Regions from separate parts of the Mus musculus genome. Here regions 1 and 2 are each linked to region 3. The links are chromatin contacts, called in public promoter capture Hi-C maps. All regions are on one chromosome and are shown on one strand. Each heading gives the region's core, a stretch centred on a gene start, on an enhancer-like site or on the middle of the called end of the contact. The rest is flanking DNA. Distances are from core to core; before and after follow the strand shown.

Evidence for each region. Promoter capture Hi-C pulls out the DNA fragments that hold promoters and counts their contacts.
Region 1: a promoter capture Hi-C map of the 3T3-L1 cell line shows a contact between it and region 3, with 4 times the contacts expected there. The contact joins the enhancer-like site here to the promoter of Tmem52b in region 3. A contact is called at or near these places in 17 of 39 promoter capture datasets (the 3T3-L1 cell line, 3T3-L1-derived adipocytes, the C10 cell line and 11 more), 1 of 15 datasets of contacts at CTCF or cohesin (large pre-B cells), 31 of 484 Hi-C or Micro-C datasets (the AML12 cell line, B cells, the CH12 cell line and 22 more), 2 of 115 datasets of contacts at active chromatin or transcription factors (bone marrow-derived dendritic cells and embryonic stem cells) and 3 of 9 other capture datasets (adipose tissue, liver and macrophages).
Region 2: a contact with region 3 is called in a promoter capture Hi-C map of liver, with 2.3 times the contacts expected there. The contact joins the promoter of Clec2d here to the promoter of Tmem52b in region 3. A contact is called at or near these places in 13 of 39 promoter capture datasets (the 3T3-L1 cell line, 3T3-L1-derived adipocytes, the C10 cell line and 8 more), 1 of 484 Hi-C or Micro-C datasets (liver) and 1 of 115 datasets of contacts at active chromatin or transcription factors (pancreatic cancer cells).

Annotation. Positions count from the first base shown.
Region 1 is chr6:129,252,743-129,256,517 of GRCm38.p6, forward strand. No RefSeq gene overlaps it. Among named protein-coding and RNA genes, the nearest start is that of 2310001H17Rik, 16 kb to the left of the region's middle. Within about 2 kb of position 2,414, at least 16 of the 459 cell types and tissues checked have an H3K27ac peak or open chromatin away from gene starts, as enhancers often do. A contact at or near this core is called in bone marrow-derived macrophages, where this site is marked.
Region 2 is chr6:129,178,260-129,181,971 of GRCm38.p6, forward strand. Clec2d (C-type lectin domain family 2, member d) reads left to right here and starts at 2,356. Exons shown (of 5, transcript NM_053109.3): 1 at 2,356-2,488. The coding sequence starts at 2,422.
Region 3 is chr6:129,511,203-129,514,809 of GRCm38.p6, forward strand. Tmem52b (transmembrane protein 52B) reads left to right here and starts at 1,355. Exons shown (of 5, transcript NM_001081186.1): 1 at 1,355-1,902; 2 at 3,012-3,055. The coding sequence starts at 1,837.

The DNA.
Region 1 (3,775 bases), core at 1,164-3,663, 260 kb before region 3:
TTTTAACCTAGAATTGTTTCTGTCTAAAGGAAATGTAGGGACAAAGAGTAGAGCAGAGACTGAAGGAAAGACCAACCAGAGACTGCCCCGCCTAGGGATCTATCCCATCTGCAGACACCAAACCCAGACACTGTTGCTGATGTCAAGAAGCGCTTGCTGACAGGAGCCTGGAATAGCTGTTCCCTGGGAGGCTGACCAATACAGGTATAGATACTCACAGCCAACCATTGGATTGAGCCTGAGGGCCCCAATAGAAGAGTTAGTAGAAGGACCGAAGGAGCCGAAGGGAATTGCAACCCCATAGGAAGAATAAAAATATCAACTAACTAGACCCTCCAGACTCTTAGGGACTAAACCACCAACTAAAGAATACACATGAAGGGATTCATGGCTCCAGCTGCATATGTAGCAGAGGAAGGCCTTATCTGGCATCAACAGGAGGGGAAGCCCTTGGTCCTGTGGAGGTTTGATGGAAGCCAGGGCATCGAGGCAGGAGTGGGTGGGTGGGGGGCATCTTCATAGAGGCAGGAGGGAGGGAGGATGGGGTGGGATGGGATGGGAGATTTGTGGAGGGGAAACTGGGAAGGGAGACAACATTTGAAATATAAATAAAATAACCAATACCCCCAAAATCCAGAAAAAAAAAAGAAAGGAAGGAAGGAAGGAGGGAGGAAGGGAGGGAGGGAGGGAGGGAGGGAGAGAGGAAGGAGGGAAGGAAGGAAGGAAGGAAGGAAGGAAGGAAGGAAGGAAGGAAGAAAGGAAGGACGGAAGGAAGAGAAACAGGATCTAACTCTAGCCCAGACTGATCTGGAACTATCATGTAGCCCAGGCTGGCCCCCATCTTGCAGTGATCCTCTTGTTTCAGCTTCCCCAGCCCAGCACCGGAATTACAGCTATGAGTGATCAGACCTGGCTCGTATTTTTATAGCAAAATATTTCTGAAGAAATTTTAATAAAAATGGATTGTGTAAGTAGTTCAAGAACAGTGTGTGTGTGTGTGTGTGTGTGTGTGTGTGTGTGTGTGTGTGTGTGTGTGTGAGAGAGAGAGAGAGAGAGAGAGAGAGAGAGAGAGAGAGAGAGAGAGAAATTGAAACTGGTATCTTCCTCAGTCACTCAAATGAGCACATTGTTTTCCAAGGATCTGCCACTGAAGCTGGGGCTCACACACTTGTCTCGATTGCCTTACTAGCAAGCCTTTACCACCCTATTATTAAAATTAAGCAAAGACATCTTGGGAAAAGAAAATTATGAGTAACTATTTCTGATAAACATAGGCATATAAACCCTCTGTAGAATAGCTGTAAGGCAAATTCAATAATATACTAAAATGATTTTTGTATCATTTTTTTTCTTCAGAGGCAGAGACTGGCTGCACCCCTGCTTGGACTGACACTTGGTCAGCGTTCTGTGTCTTTTCTGTCTGGACCTACATTGTAGTTCCTTCTCTGTCCTTGTAGAACCACATTTGAGCAAGAATTTGGTAAATCGGCACAGTAAAAATCTCCGCTTGAGCTATTCTTCACCGTTAGGAATAATCCTTGAAAATCAGATCAGCCAGATATCCTTTCTCCCTTTGATTTCTGTTCACAGATCCTCACTCACTCCTTGGTCATACGTCTCCACCTGTTCTTGTGCACTCTCTGTCTTGTAAGATCTTGTATCTTTCACAATGGCTTCTCTTTATAAAGTCTGTTTTATCATCCCCGGTGATATTTGGAAAGCCTTGCCACAGTTCCCAGTTTCTTTCATCACAGCTTGTCTAGCTGAAGGGACTTTGACACTTCCTTACTCCCACTCCTTGCTTCCAGTTTTAGTGGCACACACCCCCCTTTTATTTCTAAGTCCTGGAGATGGGTTGGCTCATGCTGGACCTTTCTACACAGTTGCTTCCACTGCGTCCAAATTTAAAATAGAGAAAAAAGTAGATTATTTGAGTCAGAGATGCAGGCAATGGTAAGTGCTTTCCTAGCGTGAATGAGGTCCCAGGTTCAGTAATCATCACAGTATAAACAAAAACCCGCCAAGCAAAACCATCTCTGGCTTGTTTTGAGACATATTCTTTCTATGTAGCTCTGGGTGTTCTGGAACTTACTATGCATATCAGGCTTGCCTTGAGCTCAAAGATATTCTCCTGCCTCTGCCTCTCAAGTTTTGGGATTAAAGGAGTGCACCAGCACACTTGGAACAAACAAACAACAACGCTTTAAAATTCCCTTTGTTGCCTAAGCTTCTTATCTGATGCTAAGTTGTCCAGAGTTGACAGAAGTTGCTCTCAGTATCTCAGAAACCCTAAAGATAACATGAGAAACTAAAAGTCATTTTGCACTTACAGTCTCCCCCCTCCCCGCCCCCTTTTATGGACATGCAATCATTTAGAGTGACACATAAAGGAAATAATTGAAACCGTTGTTTCATAGCGCCATCTGCTGGAAAATTAGTGCACTACTTAGTTTTTATTACAGGACACACATCAGCAGAGAGTTTAGAACCCAGTCCCTAGAAATTTCTGCAAAGTCTCCAGGAAGCTAGGCACAGACATGAAACTATTGCAAGTTGTATTGTAGAAGAGGAGGAATTGTGACCCTTTGGGCTTTCTCTCTCTTGGTCACCTGTACCTGCCCATCACTTCTGTCTCTCAGAAGGAATGTCTTTCTCAGGACAGTCTGGCCCCTGCACCAAGAGTGTCTAGTCTTGCAATTATCTTTGCAGTACCCAACCCCACCTTAGACCTTGTTCATTTTCTGTCACAATCGGATTTTACATAGCTATGGGAGTACAGACATCTTCCAGGGAGATAGTTTTTCTCTACTGTAGCAGTATACTTGGAAAGATGCTGGTTCTCTCCCCAGCCCCCCCCAACACCCCGCCACACCCCACCCCCAGTGTTTCCACTTTCCTGTCTATGTTAGGTTTTTATAAAGTCCTTAGGAGGTTGTTGTTCCTACCAAGATTGAAACTGCTCAAGGGCTGGAGAGATGACTCAGTGGTTAAGAGCACTGACAGCTCTTCCAGAGGTCCTGAGTTCAATTCCCAGCAACCACATGGTGGCTCACAACCACCTGTAATGGGATCCGAAGGGGTTTATTGAACTCTGGCCAAACTTAACATGGCCACCAAGAGAGTCAAACATTGCATTGTTCCACTCACCAGAGTAACAGCTCCTGGCAACAAGCAATGGAGTTTGGGCTCTGACGTCTCTCTGAAAACCTGTCTACTACGATTCCTAACCCCAGGTTACAGCGGCTCACTATGCGTGCTCAGAATCCTGTTATGCTCAGAATGTACACCGGGAACAGACTTACTCGGCAACTGGCTGAACCCCTGACTTGACTTCTGATCCCTGAAGTGATCAAAACTGATTTAAAAAAGTACTCAGTTAAGGAGGGGAATGGCTTATGTAGGAGAGAACGAAGGGGCAGCCTTATTCAAGGCTTTATGGCCAATCTGCCGCCCTCTGGCTCATCTTTGAAAGGCCTCAGGTTCTCAGTTCAGCAGCTTCTACTTCCCCCTTGTGGCTGAAGATACATCCTACTTCGATTGAGAGAGCATCATTCATTTTTTCTGTTAGAAATCACATTGGCTGGGCTTGGGATATCATTGAAGAGTAGAGTGCTTACCCAGCATGCCCGCGGCCCTACATTTAATCCTTAGTACCCTACCCCAACACAATTGATCTTTCATGAACTGAAGCCAACTAAAATCAAAAATAAAAATCACCAAATGCTTCAGGAAACAAGCCAAAATATCAACATGTTGATAGGAAATAAAAAGAGCA
Region 2 (3,712 bases), core at 1,106-3,605, 330 kb before region 3:
CTTTCTTTCTTCTTTCTTTCTTTCTTTCAGATTTATGTGTATGTGGGTGCCTTCAGACAGCAGAGGCAACACGTCCTCTGCAGCTGGAGTTATAGGCAGTTATGAGCTACACAGTGTGGTTCCCAGGAACAGAACCCAGGGGAATTCTAATTGCTGATCTAGGAAGTCCTAGTTTTGAAAAAGTAGTTTCTACTCAGAAGTTGAAAAAGTGCTAATATTTTATAAAGAAATACTCCTATATTTGCATACGTTAAAGAGTTGACAGCAGCTGGTGAGGTAACACAATCACAAAAGAACTCAAATGATATGTACTCACTGATAAGTGGATATTAGCCCAGAAACTTAGGATACCCAAGATATAAGATACAATTTGCAAAACACATGAAACTGAAGAAGAACGAAGACCAAAGTGTGGACACTTTGCCCCTTCTTAGAATTGGAAACAATCATCAATGGAAGGATTACAGAGACAAAGTTTGGAGCTGAGAGAAAAGGATGGACCATCTAGAGACTGCCATATCCAGGGATCCATCCCATAATTAGCCTCCAAACAATGACAGCATTGCATACACCAGCAAGCGTTTGCTGCAAGGAACCTGATATAGCTGTCTCTTGTGAGACTAGGCCGGGGCCTAGCAAACACATAAGTGGATGCTCTCAGTCAGCTATTGGATGGATCACAGGGCCCCCAATGGAGGAGCTAGAGAAAGTATCCAAGGAGCTAAAGAGATCTGCAACCCTGTAGGTGCAACATTATGAACTAACCAGTACCCCGGAGCTCTTGACTCTAGCTGCATATGTATCAAAAGATGGCCTGGTCGGCCATCACTGGAAAGAGAGGCCCATTGGACACGCAAACTTTATATGCCCCAGTACAGGGGAATGCCAGGGCCAAAAAAATGGGAATGGGTGGGTAGGAAAGTGGGGGGCAGGGTGTGGGGGACTTTTGGGCTAGCATTGGAAATATAATTGAGGAAAATATGTAATAAAAAAAAGAGTTGACAGCTTTCTTTCAAAACTTTAACCAAGACAAATTAATAAGTAAGTTACAGTTGTATTTTTTCAAAGGAGATGGACTCAGGGCTTAAAAGCTCTTGCCACATAATCCTGACCATCTGGCCTGGATCACAGGAGAACAGGGCAGCAGGAGAGGACAGACTCCTACACATATGCTGTGGCATAGATATGCCCCGCTCAAGAAATAAAGTAGTTTTTTAATGGGCCAAATGGGTAACTCTCCAGTGTTTCAAATAGTTGAATGTGACTATTGGATATAAATATTTATTACGCAGTAAAATCTGTTTGGTTTTTTTGATCTCCCCAGGGTTCTCTGTTTCCCAGAACTGTTGCAGGCCTGTGATAAGAAAGGGTAAGAGGTTCAAAGCTGTTAAAAACAATGAATTCATGAAATTCTTAGACAAATGGATGGATCTGGAGGATATCATCTTGAGTAAGGTAACCCAATCAGGAAAGAACACACATGATATGCACTCACTGGTAAGTGGACATTAGCCCAGAAGCTCAGAATCCTTTTTAGAAGGGGGAACAAAATACCCATGGAAGGAGTTACAGAGACAAAGTTTGGAGCAGAGCCTGAAGGAAGAGACTGCCAGAGACTGCCCCACTTGGGGATCCATTCCATAAACAACCACCAAACCCAGACACTAGGCAGATGCCAACAAGAGCCTGCTATAGCTGTCTCCTGAGGGCCTTTGTCAGTGCCTGGCAGATACAGAAGTAGATGCTCACAGTCATTCATTGGACAGAGCACAAAGTCCCCAATGAAGGAGCTAGAGAAAGTACCCAGGGAGCTAAAGGGATCTGCAACCCTATAGGTGGAACATCATTATGAACTAACCAGTACCCCAGAGCTCTTGACTCTAGCTGCATATGTATCAAAAGATGGCCTAGTCGGCCATCACTGTAAAGAGAGGCCCATTGGACTTGCAAACTTTATATGCCCCAGTACAGGAGAACGCCAGGGCCAAAAGTGGGAATGGGTGGGCAGGGGAGTGGGGGGGGGAGGGTATGGGGGACTTTTGGAATAGCATTGGAAATGTAAATGAGGAAAATACCTAATAAAAAATATTAAAAAAAAAAAAAAAAGAAAATCCCTGTGACCTCAGTAAGGTCAGCTTGAATTATGTTTCTAAATCAGAGTGTGCTGAAAGAGAAACGAAACACAAAGTAAACCAGAAGCAAACAGGAAAGTCAGTCTCCAGATGGCGCCAGTGTGGCTCCTGACCTTGAAATGCGTTTCCCAATGAGATTTTGTTAGGCCCTGAGCCAACCAAGCGTGTGTGTATGTACAGAAAGGAGGAGCTACAGGATTAGCTAAATACTGAAACCTCCCCACGTATTTGTGCCTCTCAGCTTTCAAGTTTCAATCCTGTAGTGGAAACTCAGCTCCTCAGCTCTGAGATGTGTGTCACAAAGGCTTCCCTACCTATGCTTAGTCCCACAGGCAGCCCGCAGGAGGTAGAAGTGGGTAAGTATTCAATAGTATTTGAACCAATGGGAGGGGCAGAGAGGAGTTTCAAACAGGGCAGGAAGGCAAAAGAGTTGAACCTTGAACAAAAGATTAAGAACAGAAGGGCGTCTGTGAGCCCGTCACTGTGGGTCTGCAGAGCAGGAGAATGCAGTCGGGATTAGCTATGAGGTTGTTACATTAGTTATTCTATCGGAGCATACAATACTCGAATAGTTCTCAGGCAAGAGAAATGAGCAGCGAGTCACCTTCTAACTGCCAGAGCTGTAGCCACAGCGTTCTCGCTTTGTACTTAGCTTGCTAGTCCACTCTTCCCAGGGATCTGGTAAGTTACAGTCTGGTGGATTACATCAAATTGCTGTAGTAAACGTTTGCTTTAAGTCCCTGAGTGAAGGAAACTCAGACAACAGCTTTGCAATGTGCATAGTGGCAGAAGTTGCCTGGGAAGCTTGGAGCTTGTGTTTTGCAGATCCATTGTAATTAAAATAGAATTGTAAGGGGGTGGCTTGGGGTGGGGTGGGGGTGGGGGGCGCTGAACCTACTCAGGACCAAATCCTTTCTGTTTTGAGCTCTTGATAAGTTACAGAAAAAGAATATAATGGGGTTTCCTACTTAATTCTTCAGAAAGGAAGCAAAATTGTGTTTCTTGTGTTTCAAACTGTCTATGCTCCATTATATTGTGTTCCTTTATTTTCCTTTTCCCCCTCATTCCTGTTTCTTCACATTAATTTTTTTTTTTTTAATTTGTGGAAAGACTACTGAATTTTGAGAAAGTAAGATTGACATCTATCAAAATACAAAATTCCCAACAAATGCTAATGTTTATCACTTAAACCAAGTATTCTGAAATAATAATAATAATAATAATAATAATAAATTATAATAAATTATTATTACTGAGGATGATGATGACTGACTGACTGATTGATTGATTGATTGATTCTTTGGCAAAGTCTCATACTTTACCCCAAGCTGGCCTGGAACTCCTGCTCCCTCTGCCTCAGCAGGGTTGACTTTTTAAAATCAAATACACAAATATTTAGCCATTGGAAACATTTCCTGAGAATGTGGAGCTTCTGTCTCAAGTGCAGCTGTTGCATAGCTAGCTGCAGGCATTTTGAAGCCTGTCTTGTGAATGTGGAGCTCCTGTCTCAAGTGCAGCTGTTGTATAACTAGCTGCAGGCATTACACAACTTCACTCCTTTGAAGCAGTAGCTTGTTTTA
Region 3 (3,607 bases), core at 105-2,604:
TTGTCCAAGATCCCATAACAAACAGGGGGTCAAGCAAGTGACTGGATCAAGACCCTGAGCTATGGTCTTAACCCATGCTGGTTTACTGTCTTTCCCACAAGAAAAGAAAACAGGGTGTGTGTGTGGGGGGGGTATTCATGAAGTTTTTCTATTATGTGGTGTTTGAATAAAAATATTCCACACAAGATGCCTCCTTGACCCCGATTTCCTTTCGCTGAAGCAACAGCTGATGCTAGTTCAGGAGTTATTTATTATGCTCTCTGAAGAAGGAGGTGCAGTAAGGTCCAGGCCTAGTGAAAGGCTGTAACTTAAGTCCTGCTCTCCACTCCTCCAGAATGCCTTCTGTCTCACAGAGTTTTCTATTGAAGTTTGGAAAGTACATTTCACTCAAGAGCCTATGTTATAAAAAGAAATGGACAACTTGGAGAGAGCAACATTGTACCAGAGAGTTCTCTCACTGTTTGCTCTCCTTAGCTGAGAACAGGAAATTGTTTGCATTCATAATTCTCACATCATATCATCACGGTCTGATCACATGGTGTGTGGGGCCTTGAGTGTGATGGAACCCACTCCACAAACTCCCTCATCAGGACCCACCCTGCAGCCTCTCCTCATCAATTAGAAAGCAGCTGAAATCTAATTTTGTTCAGTCTTGTGAAACAGACATGTCACTGTGAACCAACACTGAGTGTTCTTACTTAGTACTTTGGGATCTGGGTAAAAGATTCCTCCTTAAATATCAGTCGTTTATATGGCATTCACTGGCTCTGGACAATATTTTCCTGTATAGCCATTTTATATCCTTTCCGTGTGGTGTGCTTATTTTAAAATATGACTTGTAAGTCTTATTTTATTGTTGATAATATGTGGGTTTAGATGGAGGTCTTGCTGTTCCCTAGGGTAGTCTTACTTTCCTGAACTAGACCCATATGATCCTCGTGTCTCAGCCTCCTCAGTAGATGGAACCGTGATTGTATGCTCTGAGCCTGGTTCTCTAGTGACAACATCACAACACTGCTTTAAGAGGAGCAGAGGGAGAGAGAGAGAGAGAGAGAGAGAGAGAGAGAGAGAGAGAGAGAGAGAGAGAGAGAGAGAGTGTGTTAACTTGGAAAATGGTTTTTAAAACTATGCCTGTGTTTCTGAAACTGAAGCAGGAGGCTGAGACCATTGTTAGCACCTGGCACTTCTAGTTTTGAAACCCACTACCTACTCTAAAGTAGGGATAACTTTCTAGCTCCTTTAAAATCTCTTAGTCCTGCTGAATGGCTGCAATAAATGACCCAGAACCTGCAGGGTTGATTATCAACACGGTAAGGGGAGAGTTTTAAGGAGTAAGAAGGCAGATGCCAATCACATGGAGAGAGGGTGGAGAGAGATTGGCAGTGACTTTCAGACTTCAGCGGTCATCCAGGAGCCGAGAGTGTGTAACTAGTTTCCTGATGAACACAAGAACACATCTGGTCACTCACAATCTGCCTTTGACCTATTACAGGTCCAAGTCTCTCATTATAGACTGAGGAAAAAAAAATCTAACTCAGAGGACAAATGTGCTCTTCTTGAATGCAGACGAAGAAAAATTAAATACACAGAAAAGTTTGATTGAAGAAAGGAAGTGGAGAGGAAGCCAATGTGGAGACCCCGTGAAGAGAACTCAGGAGGAGGAAACTAAAAGGGAAAAGGAAACCGTAAAATATAAAGCCAGCGGGAACAAGGAGAGGAGATTGATCTATTGCCGAGAAAAAATTCTCTTTAGGAATCCTTCACCACCAAGTTCCACGTGGCACGGAGCATGGGAAGGATACAGCAGATGCAGCCGGCGTGACCTTTCTGGACCAGATGTTCAGCCTAATGACAGCCTGGGCCCAGGTGCTGATGGCCTCTGGCCTGTTTTATTTCATCCAGGTGTGTTCAATTGTGAAACAGCAGGAAGAAACTTTCCTTTGCGTATTGCTTTAGCTATGCTGTCTCTAGGAGGAAATGGATGGAGCAAAAACTGATATAGAACCCAAAAGGGAGTGAGAAAAGAGTACTATGGTGTTTGTTTAATAATAGGGGGTTTCAGAGATGTGTGTATGTGTATGTGTGTGTGTGTGTGTGTGTGTGTGTGTGTGTGTGTGTGTGTGTGTGTGTGTGTAGATGTATGTATGTGTGACTGATGCTCATGGAAAGAGGGAGAAAAATTAGAACAATCAGAGATAGTATATGTTATACTCAGCTTGAACAGGGGTGCAGGGATTACCCAGTGAGTTCCCAGTACCAAAGGTCTCTTTAATAATATTTTAAACAATTTATTTTACTCCTCTGTGAAAGAAAAGCCTGTGAGTCACCATTTAGTTGAAAAAAGGGTCAGTATAGTGAGAGATTCTGGACAAATGCCAAGGCCAAGTTTACATAGCTAGGAAGTCTAGCTGAGCAAGACACTGCAGAAACTAGACTGCATCTCATTCCTGTGCTGGTAGCAGCTGTCTGCTTTGCTTCCCACGCAAGTTAACCAATATATAAAAGTACATTTTCTTATATGTTCTCTTGGTTTCTGCATTTCCTTTTCTTCTTTATTCTTCTTTCTTTGTAACATCTCCCCCATTGCTCTTCTTGTGTAGTGAGATACTGATGTGGTGAAGGCTGAAAATGAATAGCACTGGGGCTAGATTTCAATTTTCAGCAGTGCAGGGATAAGGAAGACAACCACAATGTCCCAGGGGATGAGTCAGGAGACTTCTAGGGTGACAAACTGACACAGAGGGCTATTCATAATTCCCTAAGGAAGGATGCTCAGCCATGGCCCGAGCCACATAGAAGATCCCTGCTCTTTCAGGAACTTCTGCCTCACAAGATGTAGTCACCAGTCAAAGGAATGACCAATGTCTCAGGCCAGTACAGACCAATCCTATGATCCTGTCCTCATCTTTACAAATAGGTCTGACAGGGTTCAGCCATGATGGGTAGTTGATAGGCTGCTGAGAACTGCAGGTGTGACCATTTCCATGTCTGAGATTATTTCCTTCCCACAGCTTCCTGGGGCCAGGAGTGAGGAGAACTGTGTCAACACTGAACAGTAAGTATCTGAGAGTTCAAGCTAGGAGTAGAGACAGACAAAGTGACAACACCCAAACATAGGCTAAAATGTCAGCAGATAGTGCCGACTTCCCTTTTAACTTAAATGGACACCACCTACCATCATAGACATGTGTGTCATTCCAACTGCTCAGAATCACCCTACTGAGAGTGCTTTTTTTTTTTTTTTTTTTTTTCAAATCAGTCTTCTCGTCAACACAGCACAATTAATTTAAATACATATAGTCAGGGAGACCTGCAAAAGGCTTCCTTAGCTGTGGTTTCCAGTGACTCATTAGGGCAGACTGGGTTCAGCAGCCAGTCATTGGCTTATCTATTTGGATGATTTCCACAGCAGCATGCCCACTTCAAATCCAAAAGCAATTTTTGGTTTCAAGTAAGGACAGACAATAACAATCCTGTTCACAGGAAAGGAAAACACACATTCTGCCATAGAATCATTTCCCTGAAACCAGCTCTATCAGATGTGAGGGGAATTAAGTAAGTAGGCTCGTCTTGATTACTTGGCATGAGTATATCTGATACTGGCTAG